Regions from separate parts of the Mus musculus genome. Here region 2 is linked to region 1. Evidence: chromatin contacts called from public HiChIP or PLAC-seq data. All regions are on one chromosome and are shown on one strand. Each heading gives the region's core, a stretch centred on a gene start, on an enhancer-like site or on the middle of the called end of the contact. The rest is flanking DNA. Distances are from core to core; before and after follow the strand shown.

Region 1 (7,272 bases), core at 2,483-4,982:
TAGAGTAATGGTACATCTTCAATAGAGCTAGTATTGATCTTGTGGGGCTGTTGGGTGGGTAACAGGAGAGAATGCAGGCATCAAGTGGACTGTGCCTGTCTTACAACAGGTGCCTGATAAGTTACTGTTCTTAACCTCACTATTTAGGTCCTTTCACATGACAGTGTTAGAGATGGAAGTTAGTGTGTAGAGGGATAAGCCTGCTGCTGTCCCAGAAATCCCCCCTTCTGTCCCCCAAGCCATGTGAAGGTTCAACTCATTCTCTGAACCTCCAAGAATGTAGTGGCCATGACAAAGCCCTCCATCACCCCTGCTTGGTCATATCCCCTCAATGCTGGATTAACCAAGTCTTTAGCTTGGCTCCCACATGTGAGACTGGTTCTCACCTTCCCACAAGGCCATCCCATGTCCCCTAGGGGATGATGATGTCTGGATGGGTGAAACGTGGTAGGGCTGAGCGGCCATTTGTGAAACTGTTCTTGACTTGAAACATCAGGGAACTCCAGGGACCACACAGGGACGATATGACTCGGGTAGGTCCCCCAGCCTCAGGAAGCTTGTTGTCTCATTTGCAAAATAACAGGTTCGCTGCCTCAAACCCTCCTTAGGAAGGCGCACAGTATAATTTCACAGAACTGCAAGACCTCAGAAGTCATGCGGTGCAGCCAAATGTGGCCACTCGCTGTTTCCTGTGAGGTGCTGTGGCCCTGTTTTACCAAGCCAGTAACCCGGCTTGGGAAGTGAAGGATCATATGGCAGAATGGAGAGCCACGAAGCTAGCCTATGCCCCTCAGCCTGTCCTAGCTATACCACATGACTGATCTCAGTTTGAAGATGGGATGTGGCTTAGTACCAAGCCACACTGTCCCGCGCTGCCATCTTAAGCTCTGCCTGGGATCCACCTACCTCGAAAAAAGGTAGGTGGATCCTGTGCCCAGCACTGGCCACAGATGGTCCCCTCCATCCTCCCTGGCTCCTACCTCTCCTCCTCTGATACTGCTCCCTGATGCCCTGGGATAGAGGCTCCCCACAACAGGATCTCACCTGTACCTCTTCTTTTCTCAGCTTCCTGACTCTACAAACCCCAATTCCAACCCCAGCACCAGTTGTCCAAGGACTAGACTGGTGCTGCTCACAACCATGAAGGCTGTGAAGGCTGTTGCTCTAGTTAGCGGCTTTCTTGTTAGTAGCCTCCCGCCACAAGAGGTGATGCAAGGCCAGAAACCTGGGCCTTTGTTATGCTAACGCGGGTGTCAATCTCAACAGAGAAGGGGGGCAGGAAGCTGCCATGCCAGCCACACAACATTGCACCCCAAGACCTTCACCACCATCTCCACTACCCCCACCCCGGTGTGGGCTCAGCCCCGCCCTCTGCCACTCCCATCCTACCTCCGTAGTCCACTTTCTCCCACCCCTTTCTTTCATCCCCCAGTCGTGGACAGCAGTAGCTGCTTCAGTAGCTGGATCGTGGACTACATTGAGGGGTCTACCTTGAGAGAGAAAATGACCAGAAAAATCCCTGCCTCCGGACATCTCCAGCTGGCTCCAGACTCCACTGAGCTTCCAAACGTGCTGACTACAGGAGGGCCAGGCACAGGGCCGGTGGGCGGGAGGCAGAGGGGAAGCAGCGCTGCCCCAAAGAGCAGCTCTCTGAGTAGGGTTGTGCTGAAACGTTGAGAGGGCTTCCTTCCCTTCCTGGAGGTTCCCTTTGCTCCCAGGAGCCCTGGGCAGCTTTAAATGAACTAATTTCTTTCCGGACCTGGAGAGTGAAAGGGTCCAGGCTCTCCTTTGGCTTGGAATGGTCTAACTCTTACGATCAGTTCCCAAGGAGGCCAGGAGTTGTACGCCTGGAAGAGGGGACTGGGGGCCCTTCCCAGATTCAGCAAGTATCCAGTCATGGGTCCAAGGCCCTTTCCATTGTTTTTAAAGGGCAACGCAGGGATCTATTATTCCCACTCGGAGATTTATGGGATCTTGGAAACAGTAGCTGGAGGCCAGGTGCGAGGGCGCCCCCTACTGGGAAGGCCAGGAAGGGCAACCCAGCCTCCACACCCAGGAACAAAAAGCAGTCCCTCAAGATGAGCGTCTCAGGGAAGCCACAAAGAGACTTCAGATAAGGCTGAGAGAAATCCGGAGATGTCCTCTCCAGGACTCAGGGTGGTAAGGAGCTGTGTGAAGATCCCTTCAAGGTCTCTAAAATTAATTGCCACCTATATCTTTCCCTGGGGAAGGTGGCTCTTCTATCTGCTCCCCTGCCAAAGGTGCAGAGGCGAGGGCGGACCAAACCATTCGCCTGTGTGACCTTCCTTGAGCCTGCGGAGGGGGAGAGTGAGGACCACTTCTGGGTATCTTGAAAAAGCTCCATGAGCTGAAATGAGCTAAGGAATTGCTAAGTGTGGAAGGCACCTGCTGTCCCTAACCTCTTCTCTCTCTCCTCTTTGCTCCTGTCTCTAGAACTCTAGCATGAAAACCCAGAACCAACCCCCAGAAGACTTCTGCACTGGGATCAGCTACCCACTGTACGTAGGGCCATATCCTCCTGAACATCTACCAGTCTCCCTGGGCTCTGCTCATCCCCTTAGCATCCACAAGACAGTGCTATCAACACACACACACACACACACACACACACACACACACACACACACACCCTTTACCTCCTGCCACTCCACTGTGGGTCAGTCCAGGAAGCAGCTTCTCCTACATTGGAGGATCCCCACTCAGACCTGGGGTCCTCTGAGACTCTTTCTTCCCTCTAGTGCCCCACACAGGGCAAGCTTCAAAGTGGCTATGGGCATGATGCCTGAGGGAACTCATACAGAGGGTGGATAGGGAGAATCCATAAAGATTTACCACCTCCACAACTATATGTAGGCTTTGCATTTTTCACAGGCACTTCTGGATTCCACTTTGGCCTCCCAGGCTTAACATCAGCTATGCTGAACCATCGAGTTATGAAAGAGGCATCAGAGTTGACCCTATGTGACATCTACCTCTATTTTTCAGCACCTCCAACTTGCCTCCAGATCCAAACCCAAAACCTTTCTTCCCGCTCACCGCAGCCCCCATCTTAGGTATCATGGGCAGGTCCCCTGTGGATTCCAACAATTTGGACCACACAGTAACTTGTGCTGACCCTTCAGAGCTTGGAGCTAGCCAAGTCTCTATAGCCATATTTTAGGACCCAGAGTTCCCAGATTATAGACTTTTTCTCCTAAGGGCAATGAATTGTCTAGGCCAGTCCAGTTCCAAGTGGCTGTCCCTTATGGCACTGGTGGCTAGGACTCTGAGAACATATGAGCAATGCCCCACACTTCCTGTCTTTAATTTCTCACACCTGCCCATAGCCTGGAGGGGCTGGCCATCACAGTGACTGAATACTGGACTAGGAGTCCCACCAGCCTCTTCCTCAGGGACCACCAAGGGACCTAAGCCATGCCAGGAGGGGAGAGACAGGCTCAGGCGAACAGCACTAAGTAGAAAGCAGGAATATTTCCCCTTAGGGAAGCATTGTCAGTGAATCTCCTCTCCCGAATTGCTAGTACCTCAAGACCCCAATGAGTAAAGAGTTGCTCAAGCCAAACACACACACACACACACACACAAACACTCACACACACACACACACACACACACACACACACACACACAGAGGCCCGGCTACAACAGTACACACACATACACAGCCCTGGGAACTCCCAGGTTTAGTACAGTTTGTCCTACTACAGCTTCTACCTTCATGCATGTGTCACAGTCACTGTGTCCTTGCCCAGATGGGAGCAGCACAGAGAAACGAGGGCTTCATGACGTAGAGAGGTGACTCAGAACATCTGTTCCTTGGCACTGAGAACTACCCAGTGTGGTGTGGCTGAGCACCAAGCTTTCTCTCTCACCTACGTTTTTCCCAGGCCTTGAGCATCCTCAGCAACCCTCTGCACCGTGCTCTATCCCCACACCTTTCCCCTACACACACACACACACACACACACACACACACACACACACACACACACACATACACACTTATTCATTTTGAAATAGGGTCTCTAAGTTTCCAGACTGGCCTGGGGCTCACTCTGCAGCCCACGTTGCCCCAGCAGTGGCTAGGACTCAGTTCTTCCCTGAAAGAAGATGCTGAGCTGAACAACGTTTGTGAATGAAAGAGGACCTAGGAATATCTCATACAGCGACACTGGCAACCAGGTATAGGTGCAAACGATGACGGACAATTACGGAAACTGAAAACACAATGGAGTAGAGACAAATGTAAAGGCTTTTATTTAAGAGCACAGTAGCGCACACTCAATGTTAGAAGCTCCTGACTTAGTAGCAATTACTGTAAAAACTTTCCTTAATTACATGTTCAAAAAGAGTTTATTAGCTTTATTTCTGTTGATTAAAGACAGGTGAATTACATTACTGTTGTCTTTCTCTCTCTCCCACTCTCTGTGAGTGTGTTTGTGTGTGTGTGTGTGTGTGTGTGAGAGAGAGAGAGAGAGAGAGAGAGAGAGAATTTTGTTTCAGTTTTACACAGTTTTGCTCTCTCAGCCTCTCCCTGACTGCACTGCTTCTATGTTAGCTACCCTCATGGTCACAAGGTAGCTGCCATAGTTCTAGGCATCACACCTGACTCAAGTTTCTAATACAAGAAGCAAGCCCTGCTGCTTTAAAAACATTTGTAGCCAGTCTCAGTTCTGTGGCTAACCTTAGAGGTACCTAGTCTGAAATGCAGCAGCGGCGGTGGTGGCGGCGGCGGCAGCAGCAGCAGCAGCAGCAGCAGAACACAAACTCAGTGTGGCTCACATGTGTATGCATTTCCTGAACAAGGAACTGGAGTCCTGGGTGACTGATCAGATATGGAGCCTGTGTTCCAGGAGCACCCCTCAATTTAACAGTGCCCGGCCTCCTCTATATTACATGGGCAGCACAGACATCTCAAGATTCAGAAGTGAAGACACGAACAAAGATGGAACAGGGGCTTCTGGTTGACTCCAGCCAGCTTCTGCCCAGCTGTGGGCCACCAGGACCCACCAAGAATGGAGCTAGACATGATGGTGCCTGCCTTTAATCCCAGCTTTGGGAGACAGAGGTAACACTGCCAACAGCTGACAGTTAGCCTGAGCAAGTCCCAGGGCTGGAGAGATGGCTCAGTGGTTCCGCGCACTGGAAGCTCTTCCAACTGTCGGTTAACTCCAGTTCTGAAGATTCCTTCTTCTTACCTCTACATGTGGTGCACACATGCATGCCGGGAAAACACCACATATATGAAATAAATAAATATTAAAAAAAAAAGTCTCAGGCCAACCTGGACTTTATAGAGGGACTCTGTCTAAACAATAAAGAGGAGGACGAGATCAGCATCACGGCATGCATATCTGAACTCCCAGCGCTCGAGAGGTGGGCGCAGGAGGTTAAGGAGCTCAGAACCCAATGCCAGCTTGGGCTACATAGTGAGTTCAATACCAACCTGAGCTACATGAGATAGTGTCTCAATTTAAAAAAAAAAAAAAAAAAAGACTAAAAGATGGTTTTTGTTGAGGCCAAGGAAATGTTCCCCATGCTCTCTGGAAGCTCAAACCTTCGCAGAGAAAAGGCTCAAGCCTGCTCCACGAGGTATCACCAGAGGGGAGGATCAAGCAGGGAGACTGAAGAGTGTGTACACCCATCTCAAGAGGCAGGCTGGTAATTTAGAGAGGGAGAAGCGTTTAGAGGAACTGAGTGAATAAAAATAGCTAGTAGCCTGGGCCAAAGCCTATCAAAGCTCTGGACCAAGGTCACCTCTGATCCTGTCCTGTAAGGTCATGCTCTAGAGGACACAGGCTAGGGCAGATACTGGACTTTAGGGATAACCCTTTCCTTGGGAGAAGGAGGAAGTGGGAAAGGTTTGAGGAGACTTGGTTGTAAGATGGCTTTTTTGTTGTTGTTGTTCAAAGTACTCAGTGTGTCTGAGCTCTGCACTTTGGAGTGCTGCTTTCTGAACACAACAGAATTAACACTCACAGCGGAGGCCAGCAGACACCTCCCGGAGCCACTGGTGTGTGTAAGACACAAGAAACCAAAGAGAAGCGTCCATTTGATTTCCCACTCAAAGAGCCGCTGCTAATGTGGAAGGCAGAGCCCAGGACACAACCAAAAAAACAATAATTCTATTTCTGTCACATGCATGTGAAAACCAGCCAGATTTCTTCCGTCAAAATAGAAAAACACTAATCCAAGATTGGTGCGCAGAGAGACAGATGAGTGGAGACAGACAGGAGGCGTTCTGGGGATGCGAGCAGGCAGAGCAAGTTACTGAAAAAAAATGGTATGCCTGCAAGTATCACGAGCCTGGAAGCACAGCACTTGGGGATGAAGCAAGAGGAGCACACGAGTTCAAAGACAGCCCCATCTACACAGCAAGTTCAAAGACAACAGCCACATCTACACAGTAAGTTCCAGGCCAGTCAGAGCTACATAGCAAGAACCTATGTCAAAACAAAACCAAACGCCCAGTCCAGCAAACATACAAAAAAAAAAAAAAAAAAAAAAAAAAAAAAAAAAAAAAAAAAAGAATAGTAATGACTAGGCATGGTGTTACATACCTGTAATCCAGAGCTAAGGAGGCAGAGGCAGGAAGATTATGAATTAAAGGACAGCTCTGGCTACTGAGCAAGAAAGATTTTCTCTCTCAAACGTGTATGAATGCCTTTTTGTTTTGTTTTGGGTGGGTGTCCACTTGCTTAGATAACATCTTACTACATAGACCAGGCTAGCCTCCGGTGTTTTGAATTTTTTAAGGCAAGCTCTCATTAGGTATGGAGGCACATGTCTGTAATCCCAGGACTTCAGAAGTAGAGCATGAATACAAGGCCAGCCTCTGCTACTTGCTGGGCACAAGGCTAGCCTGGGCTGTAACGAAGAGACTGTCTCAAAACAAACAAAACAAAAGGACCAGGTCCACATTTCTGATGGGCGAGGGGTAGGCGGTGCTGGCTGGGATACTGGCCGTGTCAGGAAGACAGGGAGGCTAACGTTGAGAGGATATTCAAGTCTGCACATGTAGAGAGTAGACACCCATGAAACATCCATGCAGAGGTGCTCTGCGGCGGCTCAGCCTCCTGCACTCAGGCAAGCCTGCACTGGAGAGCTGTCACCGCCTCTCCATGGTAATTAAAGCCACAGGAGGATGAGTTCACATGGAGAGTGGAGGGAGAGGGAGGTCTCTGCACATAGCTGGGGAGCACAGGGGTTGGAGGAAGGGAGGTCCAGGGTGGAGAGCAACTAGCAAATGAA
Region 2 (7,582 bases), core at 440-2,939, 99 kb after region 1:
GTAGATGTTATGTCAAGATTAAGCTCTTGGCCTGGAAGTTAGTCAGCGGGGTGCTGACAGCAGGACAGAGGCTCCGCTGGCGCCTGGAGGGACAGTGGTGGCCTTTGCAGGCTCCCCATGGTCTGGCTCTGTGCAGAGTGGGCACGGTGCCTGCCAGCTTAACCTCCACACTGGGATCTCAGCCTCTCCAGCTTTCCCTGTAAGTGTATGAGGCACCCAGAATTTGTCAAATAAAGTCATTTTCTGCCTTGGCAGTTAGAATTGGCTCCTATCACCACAGTTCTAAACCCTGAGTCCATTCAGGCTGCGGTAACAAAGTACCATAGGCTAGGAGGCTTATAGACATCAGACATTTATGTCTCACAGCGCTGGAAGATTGGGAAGAACCAAATGAAGAGCTTGGCAGATGTGATGACCAGTGAGGGGGCTGAGGGGGCCACAGCACCTTCCAGCTGTGTCCTTGTGCCGTCTACCGGGGATAAAGGGTCTCCGTGAGCCTCCTTTATGAGGGTATTAAGCCCATTTGTGAGGGCATTAGAGTTTCACCATGCAGACTTGGTGGGGGATGTGTCCAGACCACAGCACTGACTGACGTGGAGGGCTGCTCAATCCCTAAGGAGCTCTTCATCCTGATGACCCAGGCTGGGCAGCCCTTGCTTTTAATGGCTACCTCACTCTGGGGCCTGGGAACTTTGCTCATGGCTTCCTTTTGTCAGTCTTCTCAAGAGCATGGACTTCTATTTCAGTCTCTGGTACCCCATCCCCCAACACACACGCACAGGCACGCACACAGGCATGCACACGCATGTGCACAGGTACACAGGTGCACGCACGCACACACATACACGCACACATACGCAGCACTCTGAGATCCATAAGACTTAGGCCACATCTTCTCTATCCTTACATCTCCCGTCTCCTATAGAACCCCAGCTTAGCAGGACCCAGGCTGAGGACCAGGCATGATGGTGTGTCCCATGGTGGTGTCTTCCTTAAAATCCGGCACTTGCAGGTGGAAACAGGAGGATTAGGAGTTCAAGATCATCTTTAACTACTTATTAAGTTTGAGGCCAGCCTGGGCCACAGGAGACCCCATCCACACACATGAACACAAAGAAAGAGACAGGGAGAGACAGAGAGACACAGAGAGAGAGACACACAGAGAGAGAGAGAGGGAGAGAGGGGGGAGGAAGACAGACAGACACAGAGAGACAGAGAGACAAGGAGGGGGAGGGGGAGGGGGAGGGGGAGGGGGAGGGGGAGGGGGAGGGGGAGGGGGAGGGGGAGGGGGAGAGGGAGAGGGAGAGGGAGAGGGAGAGGGAGAGGGAGAGGGAGAGGGAGAGGGAGAGGGAGAGGGAGAGGGAGACTACTCCAAGAGCAGCATATGTAGATATAATTGACACTTTGCCTACCTTTCCCACCATCAGCCCCCAGGTTCTCATTCATAGCTCCAAGCACTGTAGCCCCCATTAAGAATATCCCCTAAAGTGCCACAGGTGTGCCCTCTGGCCACTCACTGGTTCCCCACCTCTGCCTGGCAAGAGACCCTGTAACACCTCCTTCAGTGCAGCTGGTCCACCGTGGTCTGGAAACGCATGTCCCTTCTGGGCTCACATCTCTGAATATGGGTCTTCAGATGGGCTTGGGGATCTGTGCAACCTGATGGGGCCTGGCTGGAGGAAGTGAGTCACTGGGGAATGTGGGACGGACCTGGAGGGTTATAGCTGGTGTGCCTCTGGCCCTCTTTCTACCTCCTGATTCCTTTTGATGTGAGCAAGCTGCTGTGACTGCAGCTGCAACCCATTCCCTCTCCTATGAGTCCCCCGCCATGATGAACTACAGCCTGTCTAATCCCGAACCAGAATAAATCCTCTTCCCTTTAAGTCACATCTTTCAAGCACTCTATCATAGCAATGAGAGGAGTAAGTAAGAGTGGTGGCAGCTCTGGCTGCTCACCCACCCCCAACCCCACCCCTACCCCCACCCCCACCCCCACCCCTACCCCTACCCCTACCCCCACCCCCAGCCCCAGCCCCAGCCCCAGCCCCAGCCCCGGGGACGTGCACAGTGTATGTCCTCAGACACTGGGATGGTGCTCTTGAGGTCTCTGGAGAAATATACCCACATGTAGATACCCCAGGCATGTCCCTCATCCTGGCCAGCCCTTGTGCACATAAACCCCACTCTATCCCCTCTGCAGGAAGAACAGGAGGAAACGGACAAGCTTTCTGGAATCAATTTCACGCCCTTGGGCATGATAAACAACCCAGCAGAAAGAAGCCCTATGAGAGAGTTAATGGCTGTTGGGTAGCTAGATGATGCATCACTTCCTGGGAAGGGAGGCCCGACCCAGAGGCTCTCTGCTCGTGCATCTTTCCTCCATTCCCTATTTGCCTCGCAGCCGCACACATCCAACGACCCCTTCCCAGGAGTATCCAGTGTCTTCCCATGCAGCACACGGCTCACGCTTCCAGGGGGCCTTAGACAGGCATAGGGCAGACTGCAGCTGCCCACATAGCCTAAGCAATGAGGGTCAGACCTCCAATGGAGTTAGACCATCTGGATCCAAACCTGTTGTCCTAAGTACAATTGACTTCATACGGTTCTTCTGTAGCTTAATCTTGCTGTTGTTTGCGTGGGGTTTCAAAAGGGACCTGACATACTGAAAGCCCTTAGTAACATTAGATATGCCACAGTGGTGACGATGACCATGAGGGCCCCCAGAACCTAGGCTCTCCTCCTCCTCCTCCTCCTCCTCCTCCTCCTCCTCCTCCTCCTCCTCCTCCTCCTCCTCCTCCTCCTCTCCCTCCTCCTCCCCCTCTTCCCCCTTCCCCTCCCTCTCCCTCTCCCTCTTCCTCTTCCCCCTCCCCCTCCCTCCCCCCCTCTCTCTCCCTCCCTCTCCCTCTCCCTCTTCCCCCTCCCCCTCCCCTCCCCCTCATCCTCTTCCTCACAGCTACTGAGAAAGTTGGCCACCCCCACCATAAGCAGGAAAGAAACACATTCAGGCTTCTTGCTATCGTCAAGTCCTTACAGCTCATATATGAATCAGGCCCCACAACCCCAATCTAAAAAACTGTGGTCCTTGCTACAGACCCTATCGTGAGGGCCCCTCTGCCCACCTCTGTCAAGTACCTATGTTATGAATTAATTCAGCCTGGTTCTTCAACCTTGATGGAGGTCCTCTCTCCCCCTTCTCCCCCCAGAAACCTTTAAGAGGAGACAGACACCTTGTGTCTGGAGGGGTTGAAGGCACTCACTGAGGCCCTCTCCCTGCTGTGATGACTGCTGTCTCTGGAGTACAATTTGGCTCAGCACCTCGTTTTCTTGACTCACCTCTATTCTCCCTCCCCCAAACCCAACAGTGATGACAATGGCAATGGTGACAGGGACAAGAACTTCACCAAAAAAAAAAAAAAAAAACCCTTAAATAGGTCCACAGAGTTCAGCAGAGATGGCAGCAGGCCAGTTGCAAGGCCAGGACACTAGAGACCTTGTAGCTTTCTATCCGTTCTTAGAACCCCACAATACCATGCAATCCATCAGACTGGCATGCCAGAGGAGGGACAAGCAGACAAGGCCCAGTTGTCTCAGATAAGATTGCCTTGCACACTGGAAAGAACCCAGATGCCCCTCAACAGAGGAATGGATACAGAAAATGTGGTACATCTACACAATGGAGTACTACTCAGCTATTAAAAAGAATGAATTTATGAAATTCTTAGCCAAATGGATGGACCTGGAGGGCATCATCCTGAGTGAGGTAACACATTCACAAAGGAACTCACACAATATGTACTCACTGATAAGTGGATATTAGCCCCAAACCTAGGATACCCAAGATATAAGATACAATTTGCTAAACACATGAAAATCAAGAAGAATGAAGACTGAAGTGTGGACACTATGCCCCTCCTTAGAATTGGGAACAAAACACCCATGGAAGGAGTTACAGAGACAAAGTTTGGAGCTGAGATGAGAGGATGGACCATGTAGAGACTGCCATATCCAGGGATCCACCCCATAATCAGCATCCAAACGCTGACACCATTGCATACACTAGCAAGATTTTATTGAAAGGACCCAGATGTAGCTGTCTCTTCTGTGTTTGCCGGGGCCTAGCAAACACAGAAGTGGATGCTCACAGTCAGCTAATGGATGGATCACAGGGCTCCCAATGGAGGAGCTAGAGAAAGTAGCCAAGGAGCTAAAGGGATCTGCAACCCTATAGGTGGAACAACATTATGAACTAACCAGTACCCCGGAGCTCTTGACTCTAGCTGCATATGTATCAAAAGATGGCCTAGTCGGCCATCACTGGAAAGAGAGGCCCATTGGACTTGCAAACTTTATATGCCCCAGTACAGGGGAACGCCAGGGCTAAAAAGGGGGAGTGGGTGGGTAGGGGAGTGGGGGTGGGTGGGTATGGGAAACTTTTGGTATAGCATTGGAAATGTAAATGAGCTAAATACCTAATAAAAAATGGAAAAAAAAAGATTGCCTTGCACGAGCCTATAACCACTTGACCCCCAAAAACTTATACCCCCCAAACTTACACCAATACAGATGCTGCTCAAAGCATAGCCAGCCTCAGCTCAGCAATGCACTTCAGCCAAGAACCGGAGAATGGCTCAGGTGGCCAGAGCCTCTGACGTCATCATGAACCACGGTTGGCATGATCTGTTTCCAGGTCCTAGGAAAAGTCCTTGAGAAGAGGCCTGAAAGGCTGGGTGGTTGTGGTGCACACCTTTAATCCCAGCACTTTCGAGGCAGAGGCAGGCAGATTTCTGAGCTTGAGGCCAGCCTGGTCTACAGAGTGTGTTCCAGGACAGCCAGGGCTACACAGAGAAACCCTGTCTCGAAATAAAATAAGATAAGATAGGATAGGATAGGATAGGAAAGGAAAGGAAAGGAAAGGAAAGGAAAGGAAAGGAAAGGAAAGGAAAGGAAAGGAAAGGAAAGGAAAGGAAAGGAAAGGAAAGGAGGAAGGAGGAAGGGAGGGAGGAAGGAAGGAAGGAAGGAAGGAAGGAAGGAAGGAAGGAAGGAAGGAAGGAAGGAAGGCAAGCCTGGAGACAGAGGAGTCATAGCAAGAAGGCTCAGTAGGTAAAGGCGCTTGACACTAAGCTTGGTGACCTGGGTTCGATCCCTGAGAGCCACATGTCAGAAGGAAAGATCTAATTCTTCTGATTGCTACCTGGGTGCCAAGGCTTATACACACATGTGTGCAATCAATCAATTAATCAATCAATAAATGTTAGAAAGAAAGGACATGGAGAGAGAAGGCAGAGAGTCGAGAGGCTGGAAAAGGGTGGGCCTGTGTTCCGTGGGGGCCTTGAAGGAGCTCCCCTTTCTACAGAGCTTCTCGGTCCAATTTCTTGGTCCTGGGCAGCCTCAGCCCTAGCCTTTCAGCTCCATTGGCTCCGGCTACACCCACCCTGCTTGGTGATCCCCTGGCTAGGAAAAGCCAGGCTACATGCTGCTCTGGGCCTGAGCTGCCCACAGCGGAGAAGAGGTCTCTTTGCAGACAAATCCTGGGGTGGGATCTCCACAGTGGAGAAGCATCCAAGGACAGACACCCCCCCACACACACCCCAAGAAAGCAATCAGTCCTAGGAACCGCACAAGGCCGCTTGACATTTGATGGGAGTCATTATCAGACACTTATTCCCAATCAGGCCTCAAGTGCCTCGGAGGGCCCCTCTACTGCAGCCTCGCCTGCCTCATTTCAGAGGAGGGCAGGGAGCAGGGAGGTGTCCCCACAGGCTGGGCAGAGGTCCTTGGAGCCTTCGCTTTGGACTCTTAGTTCCTCCTCACCTGATGAGGTTCTCAGGGCCAAGCCACGAGCGAGCGGCTCCACAGGCAGCAGGCTAGTGGATCTTAAGGCACGTTCACCACAACCTGTGCTGGGTCAGAATCAGACCCCAGTTTGTCCTGGGAAGGGCTCTGCCTCCCAGACTCACAACTCTGGGGCCTGTGAGCTCCTGGGAAGCCTCTTCATGATCTTCCAGACACAAGGGGAAGTCCTTCCCGACCATTGAGAAGCCCTGATAGGAGACTGAGGTGGAGGAGGCTGAAGGCTTAAGCTCTCCCTGCTCCCCAGAGAGTGAAGGACAGGTCATCTCACCTCTCTCTATCTTCCTCTGAAAGAAGCACAGGGATGCTGTTAGCCTCTGCGTCTCTCTGTTTGAGGCTGCTGGAAAAAAATCAAGTTCTTTAATTTATGAAAAAGCACTTCATAAGTGTCTGCAAGCAGATAACAAGGCAGGCAAGCTCGGTTGAGCCAGTCGTGTGTGTGTGTGTGTGTGTGTGTGTGTGTGTGTGTGTGTGTGTGTGTGTGTGTCCATACCAGCATCTCATTTCCTGCCACAGCAACCTAATAGTCATATTTCTTGGTTTAGAATTATCTGCGATATTTCACCACCCCTGTCTCTATTCAGGCAGTGAATCAGCTGTATTGATGGTTCCAGTGTGAATGCAGAGGCAGTTCTGCACTTACGAAAGAAAAAGGTGTTTTAAAAGCAATGTCCAAAAGTGTGGCTTAGTAGTAGAGTGCTTCCAGGCCGTGCAAGGTCTTGGGTTCAAGTCCAAGTATTGCAGGAAAGAAGAAAGGGATCGAGGGGAGAGGAGGGAGAAACAGGCTTTGTCCTACCCTCACGTCTTTTATAAAACACACACATACATGTATGTACATACACATGTACACATGTACTCTGTCAATGAATTTAAACACTTAAACAACCAAATGTGAGATACAGAGAAAGTGGCAAGTGAAAAGTCACCAGCAATGTCTTTGGGAAAGGTCAGTCCTGGAGGCTTTCAGGAAGAGGAGGCAAGGTCTGAGCTGGGTTTCAGAAGCCTGAGTATACAAGCAGTTGACGAAATGGCAGTGTGTGGAACAGAAGGTAAGGGAGGAAGGGGGGCAGAGGGGCAGAGATGGATGCATTTAAACTTCTCTTGTCAAACAATGGCAATTCTACTTTCCCCTTGTAGAGCAATCTAGGATTGGCAAGGCTTTCCCATGTGTATATCCCATGACCATCACTCACACTAGGCAGATCAGGGTTTGGTTTTTTTCAGTTGGATTTGGTTGAGTTGGTTTGGTTTGGTTTGGTTTGGTTTGGTTTGGTTTGGTTTGGTTTGGTTTGGTTTGGTTTGGTTTTTTGAGACAGAATTTCTCTGTGTAGCCCTGGTTGTCCTGAAGATCCTCCTTTCTCTGCATTCCTCCCAAATGCTGGGATTGAAGGCATGCTCCATCACTGCCTGGCAGGTCATTTTTTAATTATTCCCATTTTACTTTTTTGTCATGTTTTTATCCTCTGTCTGTCTCTCCATCTCTCTCTCTCTCTCTCTCTCTCTCTCTCTCTCTCTCTCTCTCTCTCTCTCTCTCTCCCCCTCTCCCTCTCCCTCTCCCTCCCCCCCCCTCTGTGTGTGTGTGTGTGTGTGTGTGTGTGTGTGTGTATTTCGAGCAGCATTAGTGTGACACAGGGATCAAACCCAGGCCATCAGATGACTTGTCAGCAAGTGCCTTTCCCTGATGAGACACCTCACCAGCCATTTTATAGATGAGGACCCTGGGCTCCGAGTC

What was found. HiChIP or PLAC-seq counts read pairs in DNA pulled down with a chosen protein or histone mark.
Region 2: a contact with region 1 is called in a GR HiChIP or PLAC-seq map of the 3134 cell line, with 6 times the contacts expected there. The contact joins two enhancer-like sites. A contact is called at or near these places in 1 of 15 datasets of contacts at CTCF or cohesin (the NIH/3T3 cell line), 2 of 484 Hi-C or Micro-C datasets (cerebral cortex and olfactory sensory neurons) and 1 of 115 datasets of contacts at active chromatin or transcription factors (the 3134 cell line).

Annotation. Positions count from the first base shown.
Region 1 is chr9:43,844,244-43,851,515 of GRCm38.p6, forward strand. No RefSeq gene overlaps it. Among named protein-coding and RNA genes, the nearest start is that of Gm3898, 18 kb to the left of the region's middle. Within about 2 kb of position 3,733, at least 11 of the 459 cell types and tissues checked have an H3K27ac peak or open chromatin away from gene starts, as enhancers often do.
Region 2 is chr9:43,945,577-43,953,158 of GRCm38.p6, forward strand. The region is part of intron 1 of Gm30373 (a long non-coding RNA gene); the gene reads right to left. Among named protein-coding and RNA genes, the nearest start is that of Gm30373, 25 kb to the right of the region's middle. Within about 2 kb of position 1,690, at least 25 of the 459 cell types and tissues checked have an H3K27ac peak or open chromatin away from gene starts, as enhancers often do.